Regions from separate parts of the Capra hircus genome. Here region 2 is linked to region 1. A link is a contact called in public Hi-C data. All regions are on one chromosome and are shown on one strand. Each heading gives the region's core, a stretch centred on a gene start, on an enhancer-like site or on the middle of the called end of the contact. The rest is flanking DNA. Distances are from core to core; before and after follow the strand shown.

What was found. A called contact is a pair of places that touch in the nucleus more often than the background predicts.
Region 2: a Hi-C map of blood shows a contact between it and region 1, with 5 times the contacts expected there. The contact joins the enhancer-like site here to the promoter of BIN3 in region 1. A contact is called at or near these places in 3 of 5 Hi-C or Micro-C datasets (all in blood).

What each region holds. Positions count from the first base shown.
Region 1 is chr8:69,618,866-69,624,584 of ARS1.2, forward strand. It overlaps BIN3 (bridging integrator 3), which reads right to left and starts at 2,190. Exons shown (of 8, transcript XM_018052318.1): 1 at 2,076-2,190.
Region 2 is chr8:69,704,203-69,710,441 of ARS1.2, forward strand. The region is part of intron 4 of PEBP4 (phosphatidylethanolamine-binding protein 4); the gene reads right to left. Among named protein-coding and RNA genes, the nearest start is that of EGR3, 61 kb to the left of the region's middle. Within about 2 kb of position 2,604, at least 1 of the 5 cell types and tissues checked has an H3K27ac peak or open chromatin away from gene starts, as enhancers often do.

The sequences.
Region 1 (5,719 bases), core at 940-3,439:
GGGAGCAGGAAAACCACTCCAGGAGTGAATCAGAAGGATCCAGCCCCGGTCCTCTTGCCAGCCATTGAGCCAGGAACTGAGTGTGATTGTGTGCCCAGGCGCCGGTGTTGTTCCCCTCTCAGGGAGAGAGGGTCAGGGTCCACGCAAGAGATGACGTAGAAGCCCTCTAAGGAGGAAGAGAACGGAACCTCAGCTTTGAGGGACAAAGCTACCCTTTTGGTTGTGACCCTCAGTCCAAGGAGGAGCCAAGACGGGTGTGTACTGGTAAATTAATTCTACTGGATAAAATCTCAGCTTTGGCTGGACAATTTCAATTCTCTCCAGCCTGAAAGGCTTTAGGAAATAAGCTACTAGTTTTTTCAGGAAAAAAAAGGTTTCTGTGAGACAGGTGGAAACAGTGCATCTCAGGTCACCTAGAGAATCCTTTGGCTTCAGTGGTCTCTGCTCTGCTCCTCCCCTGATTTGTGAAAAAAAGATCGATTCACTCTTAAGAATTGTAAATGCCAGTCTAAGCAATGTAAAGCACTTGTACTGTCTGCTTTTCACTTTGAGGAAATTAGGCAAGAGAACTCCAAAGATTCAAGATGCAGCAGGTAAGAAGACATCCATCTCACAAAGGGGACCCTGGTTGACCCTTTAAGGAAGCAATTCCTCTAGGAAGTGGAACTGAAGGATTGCCACTTTGCCCGTCACTGATTAGGTTATAACAAGATGGAAAAATCAGCTTTTTAAGGCTCCAGCCCCCTATCGGCCTCCTGGAGCAAAGGTGAAGGGAAAAGGAGCAGCTCCTGCTGGGGCTTGTTAGGGGATTGCTCCGGGCTGCCCTCCACGTGCTGGCGCTGATTGTCTTATATTTGTCAATCTTCGTCTAACAAGCAAGGGGGGTAGGTAGAAATGGCTTACTTTTACACTACAGAGCTGTCCTTTACACTGAATGACATCAGCTGCTTGTGGCCAGAACTTAGTTTCCACAGATGGCCAAATGCGAGCCTGCAAGAGCCTTCCTGAAGAATATTCTACCATCTTTGTTCATTCATAACTCACTATCCTCGTGTACTTTTGGTAAAGAAACAGACTAGACTCTGAGAAGACAGTGGCGAAGATGATACCTATACTAACAGAACCTGGATTCCAAAAGGATTGATTCATCCCGTACCTCTGGGGGGGGGGGGCGGTGGGGGAGGGGAGGAGCAGCGCATTCAGACCTATTCAACACCTATTGTGTTGGTTGGATGCCCTGGGGTTTGGAGTTGTGAATACGTAGGCTCTTGGGCCCAAGGGTAAGGTCCTTCAAGCAAATTGAGTTTTACAAAAGAAATCAACCATTGAACGATATCAAGTGTTTATCATCAGACAGTTTCATAGCAACGCACCGGCCAGCTCTTCAGTTGTGACTCTACTCTGAGACTCCCTCCCTTCTCTTCTCTTGGCTTGATCCTTCCCATAACATTTACACTTACTTATGCTAACAGGGAAAGCAATGAGGGGATAATGGCCCTGGAAACGATGAAAACTAGTCTGATACTGTACTGACAGGGTGCTGTGTAATTCTGGCATCTTCCAAAAAAAGAAGCACAGTTTGTCTCTTGAAGACTAAGTGGGGCAAAGGTTACTCTTCTGAAAGCAAGGGGTTTAGATTCGTGAACTGGGCTCAGATTGTCAGAGTGAGGACCACCTGGCAGCGGTGGAGAGACGCTCACGAAGGGAGAAAAGGAGATATTTCTCAACGGATATCTAGAAAAGAAGGTAACAGGAGAGTCCCTCCCTTCACGTTGTCGAGAGAAGACGGACGGGACCGGCTCCTTGGAACAAAGTCAGAAAACAAACGCCAAGATCCGACGCTAAAGGGATCCCACGCCTCACCTCCCGGTGAGGCCTGCAGAGAGATGAAGCCTCCCGGCAAGCACCTGAGCAAAGCCCTTTGAACGACCCTAGATCCCGGGCCAGTCGGGCCCTGCTCCGGGGTGAAGGGTCCGCGAGCAGCAGGGACCAAGGGACACAACTCGGACGGACGCAGGGCAAAGAGCATTGCGGGCTGGGGGCTCCAGCTGTTCCCGCCGTCTGGCCTCACTCACCAACTCATGATCCCGAACCCTGCCCTGCCACCGGGGTCCTCAGCTGCAACTCAGCCCTGGGAGATCGCTTCCGGATTCAACCAGTCTCCAGGAAGTGACGTTAGCCCCGCCCCCTCTGCCCGGAAGAGGCGTTCGGGGGGCGGGGGTGGGGGCGCGCGGCGCGTTAACCCTTCCGCTGCCGCCTGCTTCCGAGGTGTTGCCCTGGCCCGCGACCCTCAAGCGTTGGCTTAGGGGCTCCAGAGGACTCAGGCTGTGGCGGGGGCTTGAGGACCCCTGGGTGCGTTTTGTTCCTTAAACACTGGCTTGGTAAAATTATCTTCCACAGACTACACGTGTTGCTTAACCGCCGATTGCCTTAGTTTTTCAGTCTGTAAAGAGATTTCTCATCCAGGGACGGTAGCAGTAACTAATTGTCTGGGGATTGGGGTAGGGAGGGGGAGAGGAGGAGGATGAAGGAGGGAGTGTGATGGATGGAAACTTATATTTACTGTATGGACTTCTTTATCTTTTCAATTTTCTACTGGATACATAGTTACCTGTTACAAACAAAGAAATAAATGGATCTTTCTGCTCCTCCAAGATGGCACAGGACTGTGAATAGAAATAGAATAGGTGCTTTTCAGGTTGGAATGTTCTGTGGATTTATTCAACAGAAGAAGAAGAAGAGTAAGTGTTGTTCCCAGTCTTCCATCTGTGCTCGCCACTATAGAACCCAAATGATGTGAATGGTCCCATTCTTTCTACTCATTCAGCTAACAAATATTCACTGGGCTCCTACTGTGTGCCAGGCACTGCTCTAACTTCAAGAATACAACCATGGAAAAACAGTATAGTTCCCGTGTTTACGCTCTCCTAGAGCTACTTACCTGGCAGTTAGGCAGTTATAAGTGTTTGCCAGGCTCCTCTGTCCATGGAATTCTCCAAGCAAGAATACTGGGGTGGATAGCCATTCCCTTCTCCAGGGGAATCTTCCTGATCCAGGGATAAAACCTGGGTCTCCCACTTTGCAGGCAGATTCTTGACCATTTGAGCCACCAGGGACGCCCCTGTAGGGAGAGGTAGTTAGGCAACTAAATAATTGTGTATAATGGGAAAGAACAAGGCATTGTGGCAGCCTATAAGGGGCCCCCGTAAACTGCACATGGGTTTTTAGTGAAGGCTTCTGGGAGAAGCCAATGTGTAAGCCACATCCTGACGGCAAATCAGGCTGGCTGGGTGAGACCGAAGGGAGGCTTGGTGAAGGTGCGGGCAGTGGGAACCTATCCTGGCTGAGAAGAGGACTGAGTTTCAGGCAAGCAACTCATTTGCCTTGGGTCTTCCAAAGTCAGATTCAGGGCCTTAGTTCCTGCTAAGTTACCTGGGGTCCTGGGCCAAGCTGGTCTCCTTACCCCCCAGAAACTCCCTGCCTTAGAACAGAGAGCAGCAGGCAGTGAGGCTACAGGTTACTGCTGGGGCCCCAAGGGCCTTCCCTCTAGGTATTCTCCTCCTTCACATAGGCTTCAACGTTACTGGGGCTGCTTGGAGAGTAGTTAAGCCTGTAAACTAGAACAGCGGTCCCCAATCTTTTTGGCACCAGGGCCTGGTTTTGTGGAAGACAATTTTTCCATGATGATGGCTGGGGGTAGGGTGGGGCAGATGGTTCCAGTGTTAATGTGAGTGATGGGGAGTCGCACGTGAATCTTTGCTTGCTCCCTGCTGCTCACCTTCTGCTGAGTGGTCCATTAGTGGCCCCCCTAATGGGGGTTGGATACCCCTGAACTAGAGCAAGGAAATGTATGATTTTTTTAAAGACTTAATTTTTTTTTAATTGGAGGATAATTGCTTTACAACATTGTGTTGTTTTCTGCTGTATATCATGAATCGTGCTAAGTGGTAAGTCACTTCAGTCATGTCCGACTCTCTGTGACCCGATGGACTGTAGCCTGCCAGGTTCCTCTGTCCACAGGATTCTCCAGGTAAGAACTGGAGTGGGTTGCCATTCCCTTCTCCAGAAATATTCACAATTCAGGGGTCAAACCTGAGTCTCTTATGTCTCCTAAGTTGTGTTGGTTTCTGCCATACATCATTGTGAATCAGCTATAAGTATACATGTATCTTCTCCCTCTGGAGCCTCTCTCCCATCCACACCGCCCCCCGCCCCAGGAATGTTTGATTTATTCTGACCTCCCAGGGTAGGGAGGAGGGCTTGACCAGGGGAAGCAGGGGAGCTCATAAGATCATCCACAGGGAGTAGTCTCTCATTTTTATTTTCTGTTTCCATTCTTGAGGGTATGTGACTCAACAGAGGTTTTCCAGTGAAGGGTGGGCCCCCAAGCACATCACACAGATTGGTTCCATCACCATGTTGCTCCTCAGGAGACAGGCCAAAGTGAGCAGCAGGACAGCACTGAAGAGCAGAGAAGAGGAAGAGAAGTCACCAAAGGGCAGTGAGGGCAGAGTGGACAAATGGAGGGACAGTCCTTGCTGCTTCACCCAGGATGGACGGAGGGTGATGTGCTTATGAGCCTCCTGGAATTTCAGCACCTGTGGATGGCTCCCCCACCTGCTTCCTCATTTCCCCAAACTCTGTCTGCCCTGGTTATTGCCCCACAGTGCTAAAGAACTTCCAAGTATTAGCCTAGGCAACCACCATATCCCAGGGGAAGTCTGTTTCAGGGCTGTGGGATGGAAACCACATCCTGCAGGGCAAGAATGATGAGTTCCGGATTAAGAATCTGGAGGAGTCCTGGGCTCTGGTTCTTTGACCCCAAGATGACCTCAGACAAGTCACAGCTCTTTTCTGGGCCTTGATTCCTTCTTTGAGATGAGTGGATGGATCTCATCACCAAAGTCACTAGTATTTTGAGGTTCCAAGTCAACTATTGACTCCAGAGGCCCCCAGGAAACAGAATAATAGGAGAGGCATATGAGATGGGGCTTGAGCAGGGAGGAAGAGGCAAGCCCAGAGAAGTGAGCAGGTCTGAGGAATCATCAATGTCTGGAAATGAAGTCAAACACGCACCTTCTGGAATGATAGGATTCAACCTGAGGCCCCCCTGGGGCTGTACTGCTTACCTTTGACCCCAAAACTTTCATGTAGCCTGCACCCTTACTGGGAAAAGTGCTGGCCTCCCAGGAGTCTGTAAGGAGAGTGTCTGCTCTGAGCAGAGCTCCATCTGCCTACTGTGGCTCATTGGCTCAGCTTGAGGCGTGCTGGGCTGAGGGTGGATGCTGGTCTCAGGCAGGCATCCTGCTATCCCATGAACTCACGAGCTTCCCTCCATGAGCATGGCATACCATGTGGCATTAATCCATGGGGAACTGAGCACAAGGAAGGACAAACACCTCCCACTGTTGGGGGAAACTCAGCTGTAGGGGCTCCAGACCCAGGGCTGGGAGCTTGTCTTGCTCTTCTATAACCAGCCCGCTCCAGTGTTCTTGCCTGGAGAATCCCATGGACAGAGGAGCCTGGCAGCTACGGGCCATAAGATCCCACAGAGTTGGACACAACGGAAGTGACTTAGCACACATGCATGCAACCAGCATGATATAGGTTGACCCTGGCCCTTCAGGGTGGGGGATGGACTAGAATATGAACAAATTCAGTTTCTAGGTGGAAGCAGAGAGTGGACTGGTTTTGGGTAGAACTATCAATAGATGCTTCT
Region 2 (6,239 bases), core at 1,354-3,853, 86 kb after region 1:
AGACTAACCAGTGCAGCCACCCTGACTAACTGTTAGAGAAATAAACAAGATGGTATTGTGCCAAGGGGAGAGGAGTAACATCAAAAGTATCTCAGAGAGGAAGAAAGCCAAAGTTTTATATGAGATGCATGGATAGGGGAAGAGAGGGGGAAAAAAAAAACCCGCCTCGGTAATTAAGTTAATAGGTTTCTTAAAGAATGCCCTTGTGAGTGATGTTCAACACATTCAAGTGTTGACAAGAAGGTATTGAACTTGACGCCCACGCAGCGGGCAGAAGCATGCTCTCGGCTCTGACACACCTTCTTTGTCTGAAACTTGTAGTAAAATTCAGCGCTGGGTTGTGAAATCTGGTCCAGGGAATCCATGCTGCAGGGGCTCCAAGGCTGAGCCTCCTGCTTCTAGATGGGGTTAGGGTGGGTGAGGGTGGCTACCTTAAACGGAGGTCCCTAGATTAGGAGAGCAAACGTTAGGGTCCTCGATTCAGAGGCCTACAGAGGCTGTTATGTTGTAAAATCTGGGGGTCTCTGAGGGCCCGCAAGACTGTTTTCCACCCTTGCAGGTGGTCAGAATGAAGCTCTTTCCCTTCCTTCCCTCATCCTGTTGCCTTGGAGAACTTGGGTCTGATACTCAGGAACCTCTGTGTGGTCTTAGGGCTTCTCTACTGCCATGAACTAGTGGAATAATCTGGGTGAACTGGTGAATATGGTTTGTCCCTTTCTCTTAAGGAAAGAGGCCCCATATCATTGGGCTAGGGGAGAGGAGCCTCGCCTTGGAAGAGGAGGAGAGTAGGAGGAGAGGGAAGGGGAGCGTGTATGTGTGTGTGTGTATTTAAAGAAAACTTTGGGTTGCTCTTGTTTGAAACCACAGGGGCATAAATTAACCATTCCTAAAACAAAGGAGTGTCTCCTTTTGCCAAGCAGCCTGCCTCAAAGGCCCTGGGTGGGGACGGGGCTCCTTGCCTGCTGTGGGCTTATCAGCCTGCCTTCCTGCCCAGCTGTCATTCATCCCTCTTGTCATCAGCCATCTCTCATCCACCTTCTCTTTCTGTTACAAGAGGCTCAAACTTATCAGATGATCCGAGTTTTCAGGCTGGGACCTGAATTTTCAGGGACTCTGCCATGGTTACGGCGGCCAGATTTGTAAAGTGGAAAAACGGTGACATGGATGTCTTTGCGAAAGAGAGGTTCTTTCTTAGATACTTAGCAAAACACTTTGAAAATAAAATAACAGAACTCCACAGTTGTCTGGTCACATCTGAGGCTGTGAGAGTGAGCAGTTTGAAAAACTTGAATGGATGTCCACATTAATGGGTTTCCAGCTGGGCAGGAAGGCTAGCAATGCCCCTCACTTAAAGTCATATACAAAGGCTGGGTGTGTCTGTGATTGTGGTGGGAACAGTGGAGAAAATTGGAATTTCCCCTCATTCAAAAATGGCGGTCAAGAAGAAAACCCCTTCTTGCACCTAGAAAGGTTGGGTTAACCCTTAGCTTTTGTTCTTGGCACCAGCCCTTGTTCTAGGGGCTCATTTCTGCCTGGAGAAACCCGTTCCTACCCAGGTAATCCCATTCAAGAGATACAGGATCCTGGGGTTTGCACACACTTGTAAGACATCTTTTGTTTCTAGGAAAAGGGAACAATTTATCATCTTTCTCCCTCACTCCCAATGCACTGGGACATAGTATTAAAGAAAAGAGTCTGGGTTGAGCAGAAGATATCTGTTAATTTTACAGTCAAATTTCTCATTACTCCAGTACTCTCCTGTCCCCATTCTCTGTCATGGAGACATATGGTATTGCCCAATTTGAGTTTCCTAAGAGCAAACCATGAGGGTTAATCAGATTCCCCACTTGCCTGTGTGATGCAAGAGGCAGGTGGCCAGAGAATAGCCTGGTAGCCTGGTTCAGCACACTGTTAGTGAGTGCCTACCATGGATGGAGTTAGGGCTGGGGCTACAGGGCTGCAGTTCCTGTCCTTAAATAATTTTCAGCTCATGGGAGCTGCAGAGCTGCCTGAACCATCCCTGTCATCCCAGAGAACGTATGTGCCCTGTTCAGCGATCAGGAGGCAACTGATAGCATCCCAGGAACACACAGATTTCCAGAGAAGTCACTTCCTCGAGAGATTTCCCATTTCCTCCCACCTCCCAGCATCAAAACTAGGGTCACTGCATGGACTTCAACAATGAATCAGCACTGTAAAGGGCATCAGGGCAGACTTTTAGCTGGGACATCTTTTCACATCAAACTTGTTTTGAAAATAGTTTCTCCTTCTCTTGGAGACACCTAGCCAGAGAGAAGCAGACTCCTTAGTTTTGACCAAATAATGAAATCAGATCAGTGACACTGTAGTGAGTTTCATGAGGACAGTCGGTTTTGGGAGCACTGGAGAAGCTGGGGGGCTCCCGCAGCTGCCTAGTGCCTTAGGTTGAACCCTGAGGCAGAGCCCCTCAGAGAGGCCACCTTGCCAAAGTCCTTCCCAGGCCACTACTCCTTGTGGAGGAGGGCAGAGGGTGGGAGCCAGGCTCCTGGCCTACTGGCTTTGGTGTGCTGGTGGGTGGGAGGGTGGTGGGGCTCGATACTGGCGTTTGGACCAGACTTCCCCACCCCTGCGTGGGAGGTGTGAGGGGCTGGAGCTGGGAGGCAGGAAGTGAGTGCAGATGGGCTGGCCGGACAGCTGTGCGGGGGACAGAGCACATCTGTCGGGGTAAGTCTGGTGGGGCCCCTCCCCGCAATCTCCACACCGAGTCTACCCGTCCATCAGTAGGGTGTGGGCTTGGTTGGGGTCCCAAATGGGGAAAATGATGGAAAAGGAAAATCTGAAGCCAGAGGCTGGAGCTAGGGGTTAGTGAGGGTCTACATTCTCATGAAAAACAGAATGTCTGAGCTCTGGGGTCAGGGAGGGACGAAGGGCAAAGAGAAACCTGACAGCAGATGGATCAGACGCATTGGCCAGGATGGGCTTTGAGATGGCTCCTGAGTTCCCAGGGTCTGACGGCTCCTCTGCAAAGCTGCCTGACTCCTCACCTTCTGTGTGCTTCCCAAATGTCTTTGTTGTTGTTTAGTCGCTAAGCCATGTCTGACTCTTTGTGACCCCATGGACTGTAGCCCACCAGGCTCCTTTGCCCATGGGATTTCCCAGGCAAGAATACTGGAGTGGGTTGCCATTTATTTCTCCAGGGTATCTTCCCCACCCAGGGATCGAACCCGAGTCTCCTGCATTGGCAGGTGGATTCTTCACCACTGAGCTACCAAGGAAGCCCCTAAATGTCTTGCATTGTAGCGATTAAAGCCCCTCCTTTTTTCTGTCTCATCTACTAGACTGAGGGTATACTAAGCTCAAAGACCCACTCTTCTTCCTTGCTGAATCCTCTCAGAGTAGACACTCTTAGAAGCTTGTTGAATGAGTGCGTGAATGTGTGGCCTACATCAACCCAAGGTTTCCCACTTAATCCTTTAATTGTCTCTAATTGTCTGTAAACATTGCTGGGACAGCTTATTCCAAGTAGACACTCAGAGAGATCTTTGGGAGCTAAAAGCTGGATCAGGTTCTCATCAGGAATTTGCCTGGGGGCTGGAGGGTCGTTTACCCCTTTAGACTCTTTTCTAGGTAGCTGAGCACAGGGGAAAGGCTCGTTGTTCTGGAAACACACTGACGTGGCATCATGGCCACTTGCATGAGCACAGCTGCTCCTCTGTGCAAAGCTGTTTCTTGCCTGCTATGGAGCCAGAGAGGCAGGAATTATGGATTATGTGGATTTCTGCAAGAAGGGGCACCTAATATAATAGCTTCCCTGAATAGCTTCCTCCATTGCCTTTCTCTGTCTGGTTTTCACAGCATAGTGAAAGGAGATGGGGGACTCCCCTGGAGGTCCAGTGGCTAAGACTCCTTGCTCTCAATGCAGGGCCCTGGGTTCCACCCCAGCTCAGGGAACTAGATCTTGCATGCTGAAATGAAGACTGGAGATCTTGCAGGCCGCAACTAAGACTGGCAAAGCCAAAAAAATAAATAAACAAAACTAAATATTTTTTAAAAAGGAGATAGGAGTTTGAGTCCCAGCTCTGCTGTGTGGCCCCAGGTAAGTCATCTCTCTTCTCTGGGCCTCTGTGTTCTCATCTGTACAATGAGAAGGCTAGACTAGGCTATCTCTGAGATCTCTGCCAGTTCTTAATTGTCACAAATCTGGTAGGGCGATGAGCAGGGAACGTGGTCCTTGGTGTTATCACAGTCCTGTAGAGTCTGAGTTGGGGACTTTCCCTTCACTTATGTGTCTCTGGTGGCTCAGACAGTAAAGAATTTGCCTGCAATGTGGGAGATCTGGGTTTGATTCCTGGGTCAGAAAGATGCCCTGGAGAAGGGAATGGTTACCCACTCCAGTATTCTTGCCTGGAGAATCCCATGGACAGAGGAGCCTGGTGGACTACAGTCCATGGGGTCGCAAAGAGTTGGACACAACTGAGGGACTAAGCACAGCACAGCACAGCACTAGCAACTCACACTTTCACTTTCACACTTGGGAAGGGGAAGAAGGGTCCAAGAGGCCCTGCCCCACTCACAGACTCCTGCATTCACCCACTAGCTGCAATGATGACTCTTCCTGGATGAGTTAGTCAAGTCCTGCTTGGAGTCAGAGGCCTGTGTGAATGATTCTGAAACGTTTCCCAAACTTCTGCTCCTGTTTTCTATTATCCTGCGCGTGTAAGAGACGTGCCAATGGGGAAGAAGGAAGGATTAAAGTCCCACGGGCTTGGGGCCAAAATGGGACACATGTACTCTTCTCTAACATTATTTTTGTCATCATTGTCCTCATCCTCATTGTCCATTATTAATACTGTTGAACATTCTTCATTCAGCCATGAGCAAGCAGTGGGTGAGTTAATCAACCAGAAACTCCGGCCGCTAGAAGCCTGCAGTGTCCCAGGCATTTCTCAGGAAAGGTTGGTTTCTCCTGCCTGTATGCAGGGATTAAACCAGATCCTCAGGGACTTCCCTGGCGTTCCAGTGGTTAAGAATCCACTTTCTAACGCACGGGACGCGGTCTCGATTCCTGGTCAGGGAACTAAGATCCCACATGCCACAGGGCCACTAAGCTCTCATGCACCACAACTACTGAGCCCTTTGCGCTCTAGAGCCTGTGCTCTGAGACTAGAGAAGCCCCAAGTGCCATAAGGAAGACCCGGCGCAGCCAAATTAGTCAATCAAAAATAAATTAAAAAAATTAATTTGACCCTCAGCAGGAAATGGGGCCCACAGCTTTGAGTTCCTTTACCTGAAAGTGCTCTCTCTCTGGAGGAAAGGTGCTATAATTCCAAGCTACTTCTGCTACCGCGTGTCTGTGTCTTATTCACATTTGTCGCTCCTACAATGCCTTGAACAGGGCACGACCAAAGGTGTTACTAAATGTTGATGGAAATAATTACTATAAAGATATCTTCTAACAAATTAAGCAAGGGAAGTGGGCCCAGGGGCGCTCCAAGTGCTTCTGAGCTGCCGTGAGCTGAGAGACAGTTGACCTCCTCAGCGGGGGCATCCTTCCTGCTGGAGCTCAGTGCGGAGAGCAGTAGGTTGCAAGGCTAGCGTGGGCTGTGGGGGAGGCAGGGTGGCCAAGATTCAGACAGGCGGTGAACAGCTGGCGCCTCCTTCTGGCCCTGGAGGGCCGAAGCAGGCAGGGGGAGGGCCCCTGCAGGAACCTCAGCTCCACTGCTCCCCGAATGTCACCCCCTTCCTGCCCCAGCCCCTCCACCCTGAGAGAGAGCCCAGCTCTGGAGAGCCAGTGGAGAGCAAGGGAGGCTGTTATGTAACCGATTTAACTCCTTGTCAAAACTGGTGACTAATCCAGACGGCCGATTGGCTCGACAGCTTTGGTGTGAGCTGCAGGAGGCCTCAGTCAGTTTGGGGCTGGTTCTCACACCCTCTGCTGGAAGGATCTCTTAGCTCCCTCACAGGGCCAACTTCAACCACGACTTCATCATTGCTCCTGCCCACCTGAGACCTCTTCTGTAGGCATCTAATCCCCCACCTCTGTGTCCCTTCCTGCCCTACAAAAAGAGGCCCAGGAAGACAGTTCATTTTCATCTGCCCCTGTGGGTGCATGCATGCTAAGTCACTTCGGTCTTGTCTGACTCTTTTGAGACTCTATGGACTGCAGCCTGCCAGGCTTCTCTGTCCATGTAATTTTCCAGGCAAGAATACTGGAGTGGGTTGCCATGCCCTCCACCAGGGAATCTTCCCAACCCAGAGAT